2 separate regions of the Mus musculus genome follow, and region 1 is linked to region 2. A link is a contact called in public promoter capture Hi-C data. All regions are on one chromosome and are shown on one strand. The core of a region is the stretch at or near the end of the contact, and the rest is flanking DNA. Distances in the headings are between cores, read along the strand shown. Region 1 holds the start of Kctd9 (potassium channel tetramerisation domain containing 9). Region 2 holds the start of Wdfy2 (WD repeat and FYVE domain containing 2).

Region 1 (4,528 bases), core at 1,121-3,620, 4.9 Mb after region 2:
AGTACTTATGCTGGGCATGCTGCACACTTAGTCACTCCCTCGAAATATTTTACTTTGGCCTCAAGAGCAGTGAGGCTAGCAATTCAGCTAAGCTTAGAAGTGCTTCCTGTAAGGGCCCATAAGGGATCTAAGTAGAGAGAGAATAGTTTGCAACGGTTAAGCTTGATTCTAAACGCATCTAGCTTGAGGGCATCTCGGAGAGGGTGTGCTTCTGAGAGCCTGTCCACAGATGAGTAGGCCACATCTCTTACTGTGGCTAATTTATAAATTCATAGTTTCAGTCCTAAAAACTCATGGTGGCCCTTGGAACAGAGTCCCGATGTGGGTTAGGGCTGGTGAGACCCAGCTATACCCTGCTCTTATTTTTTTCAAAATTCTTCTACTCTGGAATAAGCTACTTCTTCACCCTCAGCACGCCACCCTGAATTCTGCTCACACCTAAGCACACGAAAACGGACCCAGTCTTTTATGTGATAATTCTGAGCGGTAGAGAATGAGTGTCACTCTGGCTTCGCCTAGCTCACGGTGTGATTGGCTTCCAGTCTCGTTATCCTTCTTTATAATTGCTATTCTACAACCCAAAAGAACCCTAGCCCTAGATTTACTTCTCCATTGGGAATTTCATTCCTGAAGCTAAAGAAAATCATTATCTGGGTCAATTTTCTGTTTGGGATTTTTGAATGAGGCACACGGCCTTGTCACTTTTACCGGTTCTCAACTACCTTTCAATGCCCTCTGATTTTCATACACACTGTTTTCTAGGGTGCACACAAAGCACAACTGATTCAGAAACATTGCTCTATTTGCTGAGCTGTGCCGAACAAGCAAGTCTGCAGGGTCAGCATAAATACACACAGAAGGAGTGTCAGGCAGTACAGACATGTATAATTGGGGCCTACTACAGTTACTGTTAAATTTGAAAAAAAAAACTATGCAATCCAAGAACTTCTCTTACCGGAAGAGGTCTTAACAAAGCTTTCAGGTGTAATTCCCAACTGCTCTACGGTTACTGTGGTGAAGTCCAAAGGTGACTTAAAGGTATCAGGGGTGCAAAGATTAGGAGTCGCATCTGCTACATGCTTCTGAGGAGTCACAAACGGTTCAGTTCCCAATCTAAAAACGTCATTTTCTGAAAACGGACAGCACATTGGGGGTGTTAATACATCAAAACACTCAAATCTTCCATCTAACGAGGGCAACAGGTCACCACATACCAGAATTATTAAGGACACACTCCTTGGATTCAGAGAGAGGCTTGTCGTGTGAACTCGCATCCATCTAAAAGATGAGGAAGTTAGAGAAAAAAATGTGAAAAATAACCTCACTATAAGCCAAAAACAATGTGACAGAACTCTAAGGCAATCAATACCAGGGGACCACAGGCTGGGGCGTTCTGATTAAAGAAACGGCGGGAGGTACTATTGACTAAACAAAGCGGACCGAACTGATTTATCAGGGCTTTGCATCCCTGAACCCCGGCCGGATAGCAGGCCTACCTCTCCCGCCCAGGACCCTGCGCGTTCCCTCGGACGACTACGACAAGCGTCGCGGAGGCTCCGTTTCAGAGAGCACCAGAGGCCGGGGAAGGGAGCCGGGCTGGCCTCCTGCCGGCCGCTGCACACCAGACACACCACGTCCGGCCGAAGCGGTCAAGCTTCACTTGCCCGCCAGCAAATTCAAACCGCGGCCACGCCCCCGCGGAGGGATACCCACGAGCCGTGGACCACGTGTGACGTGGGTACCGCTCCCTCCGGGCCTCACCCTCGTGCTTTCGAACGGCGCAGGGAGACCTCCGTGGATCCCGGAAAAAACACGGCCAGCCCTAAATGACCCTGGCGAGACAGAGCTGCAGCAAAAAGGTGTCCTGGGGTCTACCAGTGAGTTCCGCGGAGCAACACTTCAAATGCCACCCCAAACCTTGGATTGGCTGCTGGAAACTTCGAAAATGAATCACTAGACCAATCGAGACAGAACCGCCGGATGGCTAGTTTACCCTATTAGCCAATCCCGATACCAACCGTTACCTCGGTGGGTGGGTACAGTAGAAGGGGCAAAAGCCTAGCGAGGAGCTGATTGGTCTATGGGACTTCGGCGTCCCGCCTCTTCCTTAGACCCAGTCTCTTTATGCAAATGAGCACTCCTACACTCCAACGTGCGCCTGCTCAGTAACGCTTAGAGCGGCCCTTTGCCCAGTAGGTTCTTCTCTGATTCGCTGATACTCCATTCCGTCAACCAGCCCTCAGCCTCTCTTTCCTTCCACCGCCGTCTAGTGTTACTCTGAGCCCACCCCCCAGCCGGACTCTGATTGGCTAAATACTGGCCGGTACAGCGTGTTGATTGGCGCAGCTCAGCGTCGGTCTGGGCGCGGTTGGGGGGAAGGGCCGCTAGCAGGCTGAGGAGCCTAGGGGCGGGGTGGGAAGGAGGATCGGCCAACCCCGGGGTGTGGGACTGAGGGTGCGTGCGTGAGGAGTGTGGGGCCGACCAGGAAGGTGGCGAAGGGCGGAGAGTCCGGGTGGGAGGCGGGAGGGGTCTCGCGGGCGCGGAGCGCGGCGGGTGGCGGGCCGGGAGCGAGGGTGGCGGCTCCCTCAGGACCCGGCGCGGGCGGCGCGATGCGGCGGGTCACGCTGTTCTTGAACGGCAGCCCGAGCAACGGCAAGGTAAGCGGTAGCGGGGGCGCGACCCGGGGACCCCCGCAGCCTCCGACAGCCCGGGGCTGCTCTGCCGGCGGGGCTCCGAGGCGCCACTGTCACCTGAGCAGCTGGCCGAGGTCCCCTCCCACCTTCCCGCTGCGCCTTCCTGTCCTTATCGGTGCTGAGTAATGCTCTGCCCGGGGAGGAGGCAGTGATCATGGAGGCGGGTGACCCTGGCCAGGTCGGGAGAAGAAAACTCCAGGGGACAGTCGAGTGACATCCTCAGAATGTGGACCTGGTCTGAACCACTTTCCTTCTCTCTCAAGGTGCCCCGGGCCCCTTGCCCCGCCACCGTGCAAACTTTTATACATGTTTTACTGTGCCGCCTTGTTTTTGATTCCTTAGAGGACAGTGACAGCAGACCTTCGGAATGACTTGATTTGACAGTAGCCTTAGCTGCATTTAGGCCTCTGTGGAGGGCGTGGTGCTAAATATTTTTCCGATGTTGCAGCTGCCTCTTGCCCCACCCTTGAAAGTTATTCTTTGGAAAATGTTGGCTGTTTCTGGCGGACTAGTAATGTGTGGTTAAATGACTGCCCCACACATACCTAAGCCTGATTAAAGTCTCAAAAGTAATGAACCCTTTTAAAGTTTCAGTTCAAGGTACATTGGCTCCACTCTGTAATTGACCAGAATACTCTGATTGCCCCGCGTATACATAGCAGAACTAACTATTCAAGGGCATTAAAGTGGTGCGGGGGAAGGGGGTGATGAGGGGTAGGGGAGCGATGTCCTTCAACCACTCTGCAGTTTTGAATAAACAGATTCTGGAAATCTGATCCACAGTGGGGTTTGTGCTCTGCGATTTTATTTTCTTAAAGATTGGATATTCACACAAAAATAGTAGCCACATAAGCTCAGCCAGTGCTTCAGAAATACAGGCTAAAAAGGCTGTCACTTCTGATCATCAGCTGTTCCTGGGCCACGCTGTAGTTGGCTAGTAGACTGTGTCGGTTTTTATTGAGAGATTTAGTGTGCCCAGTGTTAACAGTCGTATTGATAAGCACTTTTCACCAGTGTCGACTCTTGTGTGACTCCCTGAAGTCGAAGTGATCAGAGTTCCTCATAAGTGCTCAGCTCTGCTCTAAATCTCTTCTGAGTTCACTGTATGCTATTGTCACTGTAAAACTGAGTGGCTTGCTCTGGGTATATTATTTAAATTTTTAAAAACTTTGGTTTTGTCTGTGAGTTTCCAGGTTAATTTTATTTACTTAGTAAAAAAATGTTGAGAATCTCCGAAGATTGGGGAAAGTACTTCTCAAATGAGTATGGGCACATATGCATTACAATGATCATAGGACTGAGCCGAAGAATATTAACATTTAATATTTTTAAAAAAACTATGTCCCACCATGTCCTAAGCTAGAGAACATGTTGCAAGGCTGTTTCCTCTCCTTTCAGAAGGTGGAAATAATACTAAAATGACTTTTATTTGAAAAGATCACAATACATACCACCTGCATTTATGTATGTGGATATGTAGTGTATGCATAGTCCCTATATCTAATCAGGACTGGCATAAACATGACATGGACGCTCGTTAAAATATTCCCAAATGCAGTGCTACTCTGAGATAGTTTGGTTTCCTGTCTCTAAAGTAGAATATATCATTTAGCTTGTCTCTTTACTTACCTGGTGTCTATTTTTAATGCCCTAGTCAGGAGAATAAGTTTTTTGAATGCTTGGCTTTGTGGCCTTTGGGCTATGGGCTGTGATATAGAAAGGCACAGATTTCATCACCATACATCAAGTTACCAACATGCACTTTTGATTTGTGTAACTGATTCGTGCTTTTAATGTTGATGAAAGAGCTGATATTTTCTAAATGAAATGAGAAT
Region 2 (4,310 bases), core at 1,600-4,099:
AATTTCTTATCCCCAGCCTTGTGATGTTTGAAAAGCTGAGGCTTTCACAGCAGGGTGGTCTGCCCTGATGCCTGACCCAAGCCCCACACTAGTAATCCATTTCTCTCCTTTGCCTTGAGAGAAAGGTGTTGCCTCCACCCTCTTTTCTTTAATTTCTTCCAATTCCTTCTGTCTTTCTCTCATTCTGTGTAACGGTTCTTTACTAGATACAGGGACATTCCTCTAAAACATCTTCATCTCTTCCTCCTCCTTTTATAACTATTTTATAACTAGGATCATCCGCCCATAACTTAGAGGTGGAGAAGACAGGGCTTAAGCAGTTTCAGCAATTTGCTTCAGGGCACCTTGTGAAGTCCTCACGCACCATCTCATTCCTTTGGTGTGAAACACCAATTCCTTTACCTCCACAGCCCTTTGTATCTTTCCTCAGTTGCCACAGATTTGGCCCTTGCTCCTAAATTCCTTCTTGAATTTAGGTTGGTGTACAGCTAGCCATTACTTAACTTCTATTTATGACTGACCCACTACCTCTGTGGGTCTCAGAATGCTGTATGCAGCTGAATTTCTGGGTATTTCATCATTTCATCAGATGACTCCGAGGCCCCAGGTCCCCACCCAGTCTTTTTTTTTGGGGGGGGGGAGGGGGTTCGAGACAGAGTTTCTTTGTGTAGCCCTGTCCTGGAACTCACTCTGTAGACCAGGCTGGTCTTGAACTCAGAAATCCGCCTGCCTCTGCCTCCCAAGTGCTGGGATCAAAGGTGTGTGCCACCACTGCCCGGCCCACCCAGTCTTTTATTACCAGTTTTGCTTGTGGAATGTGCCAGAAAAAAAATACATACTGTTTGTTACTAAAATGGTTTGTGGAGTCTCCTGTGACCCTGGCTTTCTTTGTCTGACAGACACCCTTTCATAATTGGCCATCAAAGACTGAGAAGTTGATCTAAAAGAAGTCATTTTAATCCAGTTATTAAAAATAGCCTTGGGGGCTGGAGAGATGGCTCAGCGGTTAAGAGCACTGACTGCTCTTCTGAAGGTCCTGAGTTCAAATCCCAGAAACCACATGGTGGCTCACAATTATCTGTGGTGAGATCGGATGCCCTCTTCTGGTCTGTCTGAAGATAGCTACAGTGTACTTACATATAATAAGTAAATAAATCTTTAAAAGAAAAAGACGTTTATTTAAAAAAAAATAGCCTTGGTAGTAGGTTATAAAAGATGGTTTAGCAACTAAGATTACTTGTTAGAGGACCTGGGTTTAAATCCAAGCACCCATATTGTAGCTCACAATAGGTTGTAAATACAGTTTCAGGGGGTCCACTTCTTCTGACCTTGCTGGGCTCCCGCACACATGCGGTACACATATTGGCACTCAGGCACACACACACACACACACACACACACACACACACACACACACAAACACAAACACACTATAAAATAAAGAAAAAATAGTTCTCTTGGGCCTGTAGAGATGACTTAGCAGTTAAGAGAACTGGACACTCTTCCAGAACTACATTTGACTCACAGCACCCACTTAGAGCTCACAACTTTCCATAACTCCAGTTCCAGGGATCCAGGCACACACCTGGCGAACAGACATACATGAACGGAAGACAGCCTTCTGACTGCTTTATTCCTTTCTCTCTCAATTCTGTACAAACACTAGTCTGATTATTTCACGTAAGTGGAATCATAAAATAAACGGTCCTCTATGATTAGTTCCTTTCATTTAGCATTTTGCTTTCAAGGTTCGCCTTGCTTTGCTATGCTAATGGAAATCACAGATATCTAGTACCCCACCGTTTCTTTTGGACCTGACAGTAGCAATGTTTATCCTTTGAAGCAATACTACATTCCCCCCCCCCCAAAAGAGACTGTTTTACATCCCCACCTGAATTGTAAAGGAGTTCCAATTTCCCCATAGCCCAGTCAACATTTTATTCTCCTTATTACAGTCATTCTATATTATATTGTGATTGTATTTATTAACTGTCCGTTGTCACTGGAAAAGCAAAAATGTTCAATTGCTAGGGATTGGAAACAAGACTGGACAAAAAGACTTAGGTTCAAGTGTGAGTCCTTTATTCATAATACAAAGAGAAGATTGATACCATGATCTCTAAACTCCCTCAAAGAAGCTTGTATGAGAGTCTCTTCTTCCTCTACCCTCATATCTCACTAAAACCGGTGGCAGTGTGACCCCGAGAGAAGTCTTGCTCAGCAGGGCTTGCTCTTTAGTTCTCCCTCTTAGATACTACACTATTTCTGCCTCTGACTTGGGCAATAACCCACAGAAGGCGCAGAGTTTCGTTTGCCCACATCTCTCCTGGGCTGAGAAGTGGGCGTTACTGCTTTCTAGAACAAGGACGTCGAGGATGGAGGAAACTACAACCCCCAAGAGTCCACGCGGTGCTGGCAAGAGCCGTTTCTCTACGGCCGACAGCACAGCGCCCTCTCCGGTGTGTTATTGTTAAAACTTAGCGGTGAGTCATCTGCGCGCATGCACACTCACGTCCCAACTAGTTTAGCCTCTATCCTTCCTGCAGGCGCTTTTCCGGTGCGGCTGACGTAGGCTTTTCCCCGCCCCCAGAGTCTGGAGAGGGTGGGGCTCTGGGCACGCGCATTCACAGATTTTTTTTTTTATGAGGGAGGGGACAAAGCTTTGGGTGTGGAAGGGAAAGTAAAGGACTGCGGGGCGCATGCGTCCTGACAGCACTGCGGGCCTCGGTTACTTACGGGCGGCGGGGCGGAAGTGGCTCCTGGACTGACGCACGCGCATTGGCTGCTAGTGCCCATCCTCCGGAAGTGGGTTGGCCGCCTTGCGACAGGGCCCCGCCCCGCCCCGCCCCCTGCTCCCCGCCCCCTACTCTCTTAGGTGGCGCCGGCTTGCGGCTAGTGTGGCGGCGGTGTTGGTTTTGGAAGCCAGAGCGGGCACATTCCCTGGACAGGCGGCAGGGCTATGGTCGCTGGCTCCCAAAGGCCCGCTCCGCTTCGCAGCCCGATCCTGAGCGCAAGCCTGAGCGTTCTCTTCAGCCAAGTCCCCCGGCGCGTTCGGCTGCTCCCCGGGCGCGCCCCCTCCGATGGCGGCGGAGATCCAGCCCCAGCCACTGACCCGCAAGCCGATCCTGCTGCAGCGGGTCGAGGGGTCGCAGGAGGTGGTCAACATGGCGGTGATTGTACCTAAAGAAGAGGGTGTCATCAGCGTCTCGGAGGACAGGTACTGACTGCTTGTCCCCGTGCCGCGCGGAGGTCCGGCCCTGGCTTGGTGGGAGGGTAGACCGCACCTACTGGTTCAGTTCCCAGCGCGGTGGCCTTGGCCTCAGCAACTGGTCCCTGGCGGAGTCCGAGTGGCCCTTGGGTTAACAGTGCAGGAGACACCAGACCTGGTCCAGTTTTGGGGATGGGAAGGGCAGAGGGAGAAGCCGCCCAGCTTTGCAGGTGTTTTAGCTTAAAGGACCCTCCATGCACCGGGATGATTTGGAGGCGCTGCTAGTTGGTCCATTGTTTGGTTACCCAAACGAGAAAGGGAACGTATTTTCTTTCTTCTATACGGTTCACCGAATCTGTGTATCTCCAGGACATCTTTCACCGAACCCAAGGACTTATTAAATTGTGAAGAGAGTAACTTTGGGCTTCTGCGTGTGGCGCCTTCCTTTCCTAAAAGTTTATGTCTTGGAGCTCAAGGGGAAGTGACTGGAAGTTGCAAGGGATCACTTTTGCAGACAACTGCTTGAGTTCCTTCCCTTTGCCTACTTCCTTTCCAAGATTGCTTAATTAGCAGAAGTAGCTCTGGTTCTGCCTTCAGGATTCCCCTTTTGCGCTGTGTTTTTGATTTCCAGAGGAATGCCGCTTGAATATAGGGGATAGGGTAAGATATCTGAAATTACTATTTGGGTAATATCTACAAGCATTTTAAAATCAGTTGTAGCGTGGCAGAGGTATGTAACTGTCTGGGTTCTTAGCTTCAGACAGGCAGTTAGGTTTTCTTATTATAAGTTAGTATCATGCCGAGGTAGAGTTATTCTGTGACTCTTAAAATTGCAAAGATAAAGCAAAAAGTGCTCACTTAAAAAAAAATCGTTTCAGCACCTAATGTAAATTCAAACATTTTTTACTTGATTTGTTTCTTAGGTTCTTGAATATAAAGGAAGAGTGTATTGCATGTGTATATTGCATATCGACCTCTGCATCATTCTTGATATGCATGGCGCCTACTTCATTTCCTATGCAGATCTGTGGGGAAACATTGCGAACATATGCTAATGGCAGTCAGTCCAGGAAGAACTGAAGAAACTGAGTGACGTGGATGT

The links. Promoter capture Hi-C pulls out the DNA fragments that hold promoters and counts their contacts.
Region 1: a promoter capture Hi-C map of pre-B cells shows a contact between it and region 2. The contact joins the promoter of Kctd9 here to the promoter of Wdfy2 in region 2. A contact is called at or near these places in 1 of 39 promoter capture datasets (pre-B cells) and 1 of 484 Hi-C or Micro-C datasets (CD4 T cells).

The regions. Positions count from the first base shown.
Region 1 is chr14:67,713,728-67,718,255 of GRCm38.p6, forward strand. Kctd9 (potassium channel tetramerisation domain containing 9) reads left to right here and starts at 2,371. Exons shown (of 12, transcript NM_001111028.1): 1 at 2,371-2,657. The coding sequence starts at 2,610. It overlaps Cdca2 (cell division cycle associated 2), which reads right to left and starts at 1,883. Exons shown (of 15, transcript NM_001110162.1): 1 at 1,497-1,883; 2 at 1,215-1,278; 3 at 956-1,129. The coding sequence starts at 1,278.
Region 2 is chr14:62,834,841-62,839,150 of GRCm38.p6, forward strand. It overlaps Wdfy2 (WD repeat and FYVE domain containing 2), which reads left to right and starts at 2,850. Exons shown (of 12, transcript NM_175546.4): 1 at 2,850-3,217. The coding sequence starts at 3,081. Gm26536 (predicted gene, 26536) reads right to left here and starts at 3,691. Exons shown (of 2, transcript NR_168886.1): 1 at 3,285-3,691; 2 at 2,061-3,180. Mir8098 (microRNA 8098) reads left to right here and starts at 2,881; the gene lies at 2,881-3,017.